Regions from separate parts of the Danio rerio genome. Here regions 2 and 3 are each linked to region 1. A link is a contact called in public Hi-C and HiCAR-type data. All regions are on one chromosome and are shown on one strand. Each heading gives the region's core, a stretch centred on a gene start, on an enhancer-like site or on the middle of the called end of the contact. The rest is flanking DNA. Distances are from core to core; before and after follow the strand shown. Region 1 holds the start of zfand5b (zinc finger, AN1-type domain 5b). Region 2 holds the start of erbin (erbb2 interacting protein). Region 3 holds the start of sgtb (small glutamine rich tetratricopeptide repeat co-chaperone beta).

Region 1 (3,078 bases), core at 88-2,587:
TGATCAATAAGGTTTAACATTAAGTTATGATTGAAGTGCCTCTAGTTACAGTTATGAAATAGCTTGATAATAAGCAGGAAATGGTATTGGCCTAATGACATGACCCTATTGAAAACGTCATCCCAAAATGCTGTCTAGCTAAGCAACTTTTTTCATTTTAAGGTGTCTAGTGTTCAGAATCTAGAATGGGTATGGATTTGACTAGAATGTTGTACTGACTGAATGAGCGTGTCCTTCAGAGAGCCAGCTCTGGGTCAGCAGATCACTGTGTGGAGATCGACATCTGATACAAGCAGAGCTGATGTAAAAATAACCTGCAGCAAACAGATGTACTGTACAGAAAGTGTGCGCTAAGATTGTTTTCTTTCTTATACTGATACATTGTCAAAAGGTAAGATCTGATCAAGATTAAACTTTGTGCCTGATTTTACTAAATAATAATATTAATAAATAAAAAACACATTCTGAAACCAATGCAGTTAACTGTGGTAATAGTATAGTAAAAGAGGCAACCTTGGATTGGTTAATAAATTATTTGTATAACTATATCATATTATAAATACCATGGTTAATAATATAGTTCACCCAAAACTGAAAATACTGTCATCATTTACTCATCCTTTACTTATTCTAAACATGTTTGAGTTTCTTTCTTCTGTTGAACACAAGCTATATTAAAAAAAGCTAGTAACCTCTAACCATTGACTTCCATAGCATTTGTTTTTTCTACTACAGAGGTCAATGGTTACAGGTTTTCAGCTTTCTTTAAGCTATTTTCTTTTGTGTTCAGTGGCATAGAGAAGCTCATAAAGGTTTAGAACCATTTGAGGGAGATTAAACGGTGTATAATTTAACAAAAAACTAAAGTTTGTGTAATAAAACACATGGTTTACTATGGTATATCAAGGTATTTGGGCTGAAATTGTGGTAACGTGGCACGTTTTAAGGGTGTGTTTGTGTTTGTAAGATCTGTTTATCTTATCAGTTACAGTACTCAGAACTTGTTCAGAAATCACTGGAAGAAGAAAAAATTCACCTCTTGGTAAAGTTGTTTAATTGACCTTTATGTATCACTTTATCTTAAAAATATTTGAAATTCTAGAAAAAGAAGCTCACCTATTTGGAAACTGCAGTGAATAAAATCAAGTATTTGACAAGTGTAGTACAGTGTGTTGCGAATTGCGATAGAGTTATTGCTTCAGAGCAGAAGTTGTTTTTGTACAGTCAACTTGTTATGACTGGCGTCCTAAGCCCCGCCTCAAAGACGTGTCAATCTCCATGACGTCAGGTCAGCTATTAAAGAAAACCAACAAACAGCAGCCCGAAAAAACACACACATAGTACACACCGAAACGGACACATCGGCGGACTAGCAGCACAGACTGCCGCGGAGGGTTTCACATACACACCGTCTCTTACTTTGGGAGCTTCTCTTTTTACTCAAATAAGGCAAGTAAAACACTTTCTTCACCTATTACAGTGCTCGTCTTAACGTTATAACAAGATGTGAATCACGTTAAATGTGTAGAAAAGCTGCTACTATACATAATATATCTGTTGTCCAGTTATTCCTCGTTGTAAAGTCGTTTAATGTGTCAGTTGATAGCTAAAAGGAATGAACTTGGTGAACCTGGCGAGTTTCGCCAAATATGGTTGTTAGCCGATGCTAGCATGTTAGCTAGTCAAATTAGCCTGTTGTTCCCTTCAAACTAAAAAGCTAAAAAACGAAACGAAATTAACAGATTCGTGTTAAAACACTTATGTTTTCGTTTTAACATACTGTTTGCTCCGCGTTTCGATTGATTTTGTTCTTAGGGAACGTCGAGAAGAAAAAATGAGACCGTTTGTACGTTAGCAGCTAACGTTAGCTTGGCTTTGAGTATTTATTCAGACCAGCTTGATAGTCATGAATGTATTTATATCATTAATTTAGTAATTTATTCGTTCTATTAATGCTATCGTTTTTATTTGGTCTCTTTTTGTTTATTTAGCGAGATAGTGTACAGGAAATCCAAAGGACTCCTTGGTTCTCATTAACGTTAGCTCAAATGTTTGTCACTGTGTGTACGAATAAACGTCTTTAAAAATAATTTAACGTTACCCTCTGTGTTTAGTAATATTTTGTCAGATTTGTTCAAAGTTCACCTTTTTGTTAGCAAATCCTTGCGTTTTTATGAACACTGTTTGCACTTTGGCTCAAACAGGAAGAGTGCTCGAAACAAAGGAGAGCACAAAGCATTTCACCCTGACCCAGATATATAACAGCTAAACAACCACATTACCGTCCATCCAGACCCATTCACCACCACAAACCCTCCAGACTGAGCGCAGCACACAATCTGAGGCTGCCAGAGCTTGGGTTTTGTCAATTATGAGCTTTAAATGCGACTATGTTTGTTAGCCATGATGCTAAAGTTAGCATGACTCAGTGGATTTCACTATGAGGCCTTAAACACTGATATAGCACTAAATACTCGTATAGAAATACACTTACATCGTGTATAACGCACACATACAATGTTTACATTGCCTGCATAGCACATTATTAGACTTGGCCTAAGCTGTTTCTTCATGTTGGTGTATTGAGTGATCACTTTTCTGTTGTCTCTATTCTAGTATGACATCTCTTTAGCCTAATGGTTTTGTTCAAATATTTGACTTCGATTTGTGCACTACTTATGCAGTATCAGCCAGGCAGGGATATACGGATCAGAATGGCCAACACATGGAAGTAGGATGAAAAAAACAACCCATTTTTGGCTTTATCGAAATATGAGGCCATGCGTAGGGAGGAGGAGGAGGGCGCTACGCAAAACAAGCTCCTACTAGAGGTGTATGATGTAATGGAGGCAGGTCAGGACGATCAGGGGTATTTATAGTCTGAGCACACTGCTGTTCGCATGGTGGAGGCTGTTCAGAACAACATGTCACATTGCACCCTTGTGATGGATGAAAACTAATCCAGCCATCCATGTGAGCGAGGGCCAGCAGACACACACACGTGATGCAGCCCATTTTCAGGGGAAAACCTCTGACGGAGCGGAGGTGAAATGCTGCAGTCTTGTTTACTTGGAGACG
Region 2 (3,424 bases), core at 830-3,329, 150 kb before region 1:
TTCGGTTTCATATCGAACTACATTTAAAATTCTCTGAATTCTGGAACGGCCGCCAGCAAACCTTGCGACGGAAACGTGATCAATGTTCTTCCTCCTGTTGCCTTCAACTAAGAATAATGGAAACCGGGGACTGAGATTTTCCATTGGTTTTAATCTGAACGCCTATCAGCTGTTGTTCTATGTCGAGGTTCAGTGGAGGCCAGTTGGACCTGATGATTTCCCTTTCACATTCGTCTGTGTCGTTGAGCAGTATGATTCAGCTTAGCGAGTCGGTTCGTTCGAACGACTCATTTCAGCAAACCTTGGTTGTTTTAGTTTTTCATTCATTCATTTTCCTTAGGCATAGTCATCACGGGTCGCCACAGACGAATGAACCGCCAACTTATTCAGCGTATATTTTACACAGTGGATACCCTTCCAGCAAGAACCCAGTACTGGAAAACCCTTACACACCCATTCACACTCATACACAACAGTCAATTTAGTTTATTCAATTCACCTGTACTGCATGCCTCTGGACTGTGAAGGAAACCGGAGCACCCGGAAGAAATCCAGGCCCAGGGGCGGATCTAACCAGTAACTTAAGTGAGGTAACTGGCAGCTTAAAGTCCCAGAAAATTTGGGGCCACCCCAGAAATATTTAGAAGCATAAATTATTACTATAAACTATATATAACATCGTTTTATACCATATTTTGTGGTGAGTTAAACAAATACAATTTTAATGTAATGAAATATTATTTATATACAATCAAATATAATTTTATTTAATAGTTTAATGTTATGTAGTAATAATAAAATCAAAAACTAAATATCCATCAATTTTTTTTCTTTTTTTTTTGAAAATGTATTTTAAGAAAACTAAATAATGATTAAAATTTTTAATAAAATATTAAATAAAAGTTGAATGGGTGCATTTCAGGACTTGGGCACTATGGCTGGTATTGCTTAAGGCCGACAAAATCATTAATCCGCCCTTGCCCACGCCAACACGGTGAGACAAACTCCAGACAGAAATGCCAACTGAACTGACCCAGTCAGGACTCAAACCAGTGGTCTTGCTGTGAGGGGACAATGCTAACCACTGAGCCACCGTGTCGCCCTGTTTTAGTTTTTGTGCTGAAAAAATTACGTGATAGTGTGAATGTATTGTTCGCCAAGAAACAAAAACTAGAATAATTAATGGCGTCTTGGACAGTGTTTGGTACAGTTAGGAGTTTTACATACTCTAATAAACTACTGCAACTATTTTATAACAAACTACTACACTAATATACAAATATAGAGAAAATAAGTGACCATATTATATACATTTTATTCATTGTTTTAAAATTTAGTATTATATAATTGAGGCCTACCACAATGATTCAATCTATTAAATAAAAATAGTAAAATAAATAAAACATCCATTAAATTAAACAACAAAACAAATATGTAAAAATACTAAAATAATTTAGATTGTAAATAATAATATAAATGTATTAATAATAATTCATATATATATTAAATGCATTTTAATAAATACATTTTACAAAATTGTATGTAAAAGTAATTAAATCCATTAACCACATTGATTCGTAGTTTAACACAATCACCATAAAACAAACAAATATAGATATTAAAAAAATAATATTGTCTTTTATAAATAATATAATATACATATTAATAATGTCACCTATAATGTCAAATAATATTTTAGAATATTATATTTATATTTCTATATAAATTGCCTCTTTATAATTTTCATTTAATAAGGAATTTAAAGGGGTAGTTCACCCCAAAATTGTAATTTACTCTCTTCAAGAGGTTCCAAATTTCTATTTTAAGTTTTAAAATAAATAAATTATCTTTATTGTTGAATAGAAGAAACTTGAACAGGTTTGGCTAAAGTGGAGAGTCAAATAAATATATTTAATTTTCTATTTCATACACAAATTGATTAAAAAAATTATTTTTATTTCTGCAAAATAAAAAAAATATTTATTTTTCTTTTTGAGTGAAATGTCCCTTTAACAGACTAAAAGCTTCGCTACCGGTCAAATCGAATCGTTCAAGAGAACCGATTCAGAAGGGCGATTCAGAACATCACCATTAGCACAACTGTAGTGCAGACTGGCCAGTGCTCGAGCGCTGCTTTCACTACTCCATCACTTCAATGACTGCTCCTTCGCGGCTCAATGTAAATTCATGATCTCGGCGACCTCTGTGGTCGCTTTTTACCGTACGGACTCTGTTTTTGTTACCCTCTTGTCTCGTCAAACCATCTATATTTTTTGCAACAGCCAGAAAACTTCAAGCAGCTGTGAGCAACTTTCCGTCGCGCTGTGAGGTGAAGAATGCATTAGCTCGCTCAGCTAGCAGCAGCTTTCTTCGGCTTTCCAGCATCTAGCGCTGTTTCTCGTGGGCTTTGTGATGTTTTTCCGTGTCTCCAGTCGTGAACTAACCCTCATGGATTAGCTGAATGATTTCCCCCCTCGTAAATGAAAGGAAAATAACGGAAAGGTTTAGTTTAAGGTGAGTACAAGACATTTTATTTGTCCTTCAGCGGTTTGGTTGGTGTCTTCCTCAGCGTTAGCCAGATAATGCTAAGAACGAACGCTGGGGGACGTTTGTTTGGTGTCCAATTCCTATTTCTTATTAACATCGTTGTTTATAATTGACCTACTTTTTGTTTTCGATGTGTACATATTCATACATTAGAATATTGCCAACGAAGCGAGTGTATTATCATAGTTAGAGTCTAACGTTAGACGCGAGGTGTTTACAGTGCTCTCCGTTTGGGCATATGTAACGTTACTATGCATAACGTGTTATATCACAAAACAAAAAACACACTTTAACGTACTCAATGATTTAGAATTGACATGAATTTAGTTATTAATTTTCGAATGTGAGGTTTGATTGTTGAAAATACTGTACAGTAACCTCTATCTCTCAACACATCCTGTTTTCTGTTCTGTCTCCTATTGAATACACCGTGTGGTTAACGCGGTATATCTGCTGCTGCAGTGTCTCGTTTATAATGTGTAATGAGTAATTTACTGTCACTCTATCACTCCAAATCACACTGAAACATTAACGTTTCATGCCTTTGCTTTGTTTCAAAATCACTTCCTGCTCGGAACAGGTTGTGTAGGTAAAAAAAAAACAGAGGTCGTGTTGATGGTTTACGATTACTATGAGCAGATCCTTTCGCTTAGTGATCAGATTAGCGTTTCAGTAGTTATTAAAGGCTTTGAGAGTGTAATGATCGAAATCGGTGAATCAGGGCTTGTTCAGGAGCTCTGCGATGACTCCAAACGTCGGACAGTCTGTGGGGTTATGCTCATTTTAGGCCCCATTCAAACTCATGATGAAGGAATGAATGGGTGCACTGCATCCTCTGTCATGGGATAATGAGAAGTGCGATCAGAAAATGACCCAG
Region 3 (3,086 bases), core at 574-3,073, 200 kb before region 1:
GAAATGGCAAACCACCTTTTTCCGGTGGAGCATCATGGCCTCGGACTTGGAGGTGCTGATTCTCATCCCAGCCGCGTCACACTCGGCAGCAAACCGAATGCATGCTAAAGGTCGATGTTCGATGAAGCCAACAGAACAACATCGTCTATGAGTAACAGAGATGACATCCTGTGGTCCCCGAACCGGACCCCCTGCAGCCCAAGGCTACGCCTTGAATAGTTGAGAATATGTTGTACATGACATATAGGAGAATATGTTGTACATTTTCCTGCTTTTAATTTTATATTATAATAAAATATAATATCACCATTGCATTTTCTAATTCCCAAAATGTTCTTGATAAAAAAAAAGAACAGAACTTCCCTTGAATGCTATGAAATGTGTTGACTTTGTAGCACTTGCTATGCGAATTTAACATGAAAAAACAACTTCATCTTCATCACAAGCTCTGTCAATATCTAGTTTTACTCCTCATCAGTGTTGAGTATTACATCAATGTTTCCATTTTTAAGATGTTGGCTTAAAATCTTTACTGATATATTAATATACAGTACTTAACCCTCTGGTCTTATTCAGACAAAACTATTTGTTTTATATTGTAAATTCAACAGAATGGTATGAAAGTTTGTGACTTTTGCAGCACTCGCTATGCAAACATACAGTCAGAAAACCGTGGACTTGTTTCAAATATGCTAAATGATCGCAGATGGCAGATTCATTGAGAAACGAAACACCACATTGTTACTTTGAGACACAATGTTCAATGCTCTGGGGAAACAAAACAGAGAACAGATCATACAAATTCACTCAATATTAAGTTCTCTGTTGAAGTGCTGTATAAGTCAATAGCACATTGCAAAAGTGCTCATGAACAAATAGTCTACCCACTGAGTGGCACTAATTTCCCTCTAAAGAATTTCACATACTTTAAGTACTTGTATTATAAAACTCAAGCACAGCATTAATTTTAATAAATAGCACCCATTGCATTAGAATATGAAATAATTGTCCAAAATAAATGTGACTATTTTAGTACCATAAAATCCAAAATAGCAAAAATGAAAAAAAAAACATTTACATTTTTATAAAAATACAACTATTGTATCATTAAAATCATTGTTTTGGCCATCAAACACATGTGTGATATAAACAATACCATAGGGTTAAGTATGTTTATGTTAACGTTGTATACATAATGCTGCTGTGTGTGTTGTTGCAGGGGTTAATTACATAACGTTCACCTATGAATTATTTTATAAGCTTCTGATCATCAAAGCCATATTTGACACATAAATACTTCTGGTGCCACTCTTACAGAATATACATAATACTTTCACACAGCTGCGATACACAGTCAAGCACAACATACGTCCCTAGATAACAAAAGCCAAAACATATGATGCAGTTATGATGTAATGCTGACAACAACTGAATCAAAATGTCACCCTACAACATGAAACATCATTAAACCTCCTGTATATTTCTAAATACACCCATATCGCAGATCAGCACTAGTGTGTGCATCACAGATGGTCCGTGTTTACACTGCTTTACACAGATTGCAGGGGGCTGTGCAATGGCTGAACACGTTCGCAGTTTATTTAACGCACGGAAAGAGAAACCTCTGGTACTCTTCTTCAATAGCTTCGCATTTCTCATAAAGCGTAAAAATATCAATAACATTATAGTGTTGTGGATGCTGTGCGCGCCCCCGCCCACCTACCTGGAGAAAGTGCCCGCAGCGCTCGCTCCACAGTCATGAACACTCTCGTGACACTGATGCTCAGCACTGCGCACGCGCATCACTGACGGAAATGACTGGTCGAGGATCACCACCACCATGAAGAGTTTTATTCATAATCTTATTACGTATAAGACGCGAGTTTAGCTTTCTATATAAAATTAATTATTCATTTTATATTTAATAAAACCTTTGATAAATATTATAACTCAATGTAGTTTTAATAATTTATAGTCAGTTACAAGAGATGATGTGTCAAAAAATTTCATACCAAAATTCATTCATTTTCCTTCAGCTTAGTCTCTATTTCAGAGAGACTAATTTCAAAGGCCGCCACAGCGGAATGAACTGCCAACTATTGTTTTACACAGTGAATGTCCTTCCAGCCACAACCCAGTAGCTAACTTTACTGGGTAACGTCCATAGGCTACACTCACATTCACACACACACTACAGCTAATTTAGTTTATTCAATTCATCTATAGCTCATGCTTTGGACTGTGGGGAAACCGTAACACCCGGAGAAAACCTACACGAACACGGGGAAAACATGCAAACTCCACTCAGAAAAGCCCACTGGTCCTGCCAGGACTCAAACCAGCGACCTTCTTTCTGTGAGGTGATAGAGCTAACCACTGAGCCATCGTGCCGCCCCACACAATGTATTGTGACTATATGAAAACAAAAAATGACTCAGTCTTCAGTTTAATACAAGCCATTAGAAATCGCGCCTAAAATGATATGCTCGAGTCTAGAAACATTACTGATTATTATAAGAAGAAAACAGTTGTGCTGCTTCAGAGTTTTGTGGAGAATCATGATTATTAAAGTGTCAAAGCCCTCAAAATATGAAGCAGGAAATATGAAACATATTTAACTTATAATAATAATAACCATTTTAATGACTGAGCGATGAGCACCAATTATAATTGATACTAATTAATGTCCCTTTTTCGGTCATAGTACAGCAGCAAGTCAGCAAATGATACAATAGGCCTACATCACAGACTGCTATATAAAGCAAACATATATTGACTAAATTATTCATTCATTCATTTTCCTTATTTGGTTTAGTCTCTTTAATTATCAGGAGTCATCACAGTGGGATGAACCATCAATTTATCCAGCATATGATACCCTTACGGTTGCAACCCAGTACTGGGAAACACCCATACACTCTCAATCACACACATACACTACGGTCAATTTAGTTTATTCAATTCACCTAGCGCATGGCTTTGGACTGTGGGGGAAACCAGGCCTGAATCAGCAAACTTCTTGCTGTGAGGTGACAGTGCTTACCGCTGAGCCACTGTGTCGCCCCTGACTAAATTCGTATATAAAT

What was found. Hi-C and Micro-C count contacts between places; a contact is called where the count stands out from the background. HiCAR-type assays count read pairs that join an accessible place to other places.
Region 2: a contact with region 1 is called in a Hi-C map of hematopoietic stem cells, with 3 times the contacts expected there. The contact joins the promoter of erbin here to the promoter of zfand5b in region 1. A contact is called at or near these places in 9 of 18 Hi-C or Micro-C datasets (caudal fin, embryo, hematopoietic stem cells and 2 more) and 3 of 4 datasets of contacts at active chromatin or transcription factors (caudal fin, embryo and gastrula embryo).
Region 3: a HiCAR-type map of caudal fin shows a contact between it and region 1, with 7 times the contacts expected there. The contact joins the promoter of sgtb here to the promoter of zfand5b in region 1. A contact is called at or near these places in 2 of 4 datasets of contacts at active chromatin or transcription factors (caudal fin and gastrula embryo).

What each region holds. Positions count from the first base shown.
Region 1 is chr10:17,882,062-17,885,139 of GRCz12tu, forward strand. zfand5b (zinc finger, AN1-type domain 5b) reads left to right here and starts at 1,338. Exons shown (of 5, transcript NM_200949.1): 1 at 1,338-1,449. It also overlaps a transcript of erbin not described here.
Region 2 is chr10:17,733,026-17,736,449 of GRCz12tu, forward strand. erbin (erbb2 interacting protein) reads left to right here and starts at 2,080. Exons shown (of 24, transcript NM_001193543.1): 1 at 2,080-2,514.
Region 3 is chr10:17,683,894-17,686,979 of GRCz12tu, forward strand. sgtb (small glutamine rich tetratricopeptide repeat co-chaperone beta) reads right to left here and starts at 1,824. Exons shown (of 12, transcript NM_001002225.2): 1 at 1,724-1,824. The coding sequence starts at 1,760.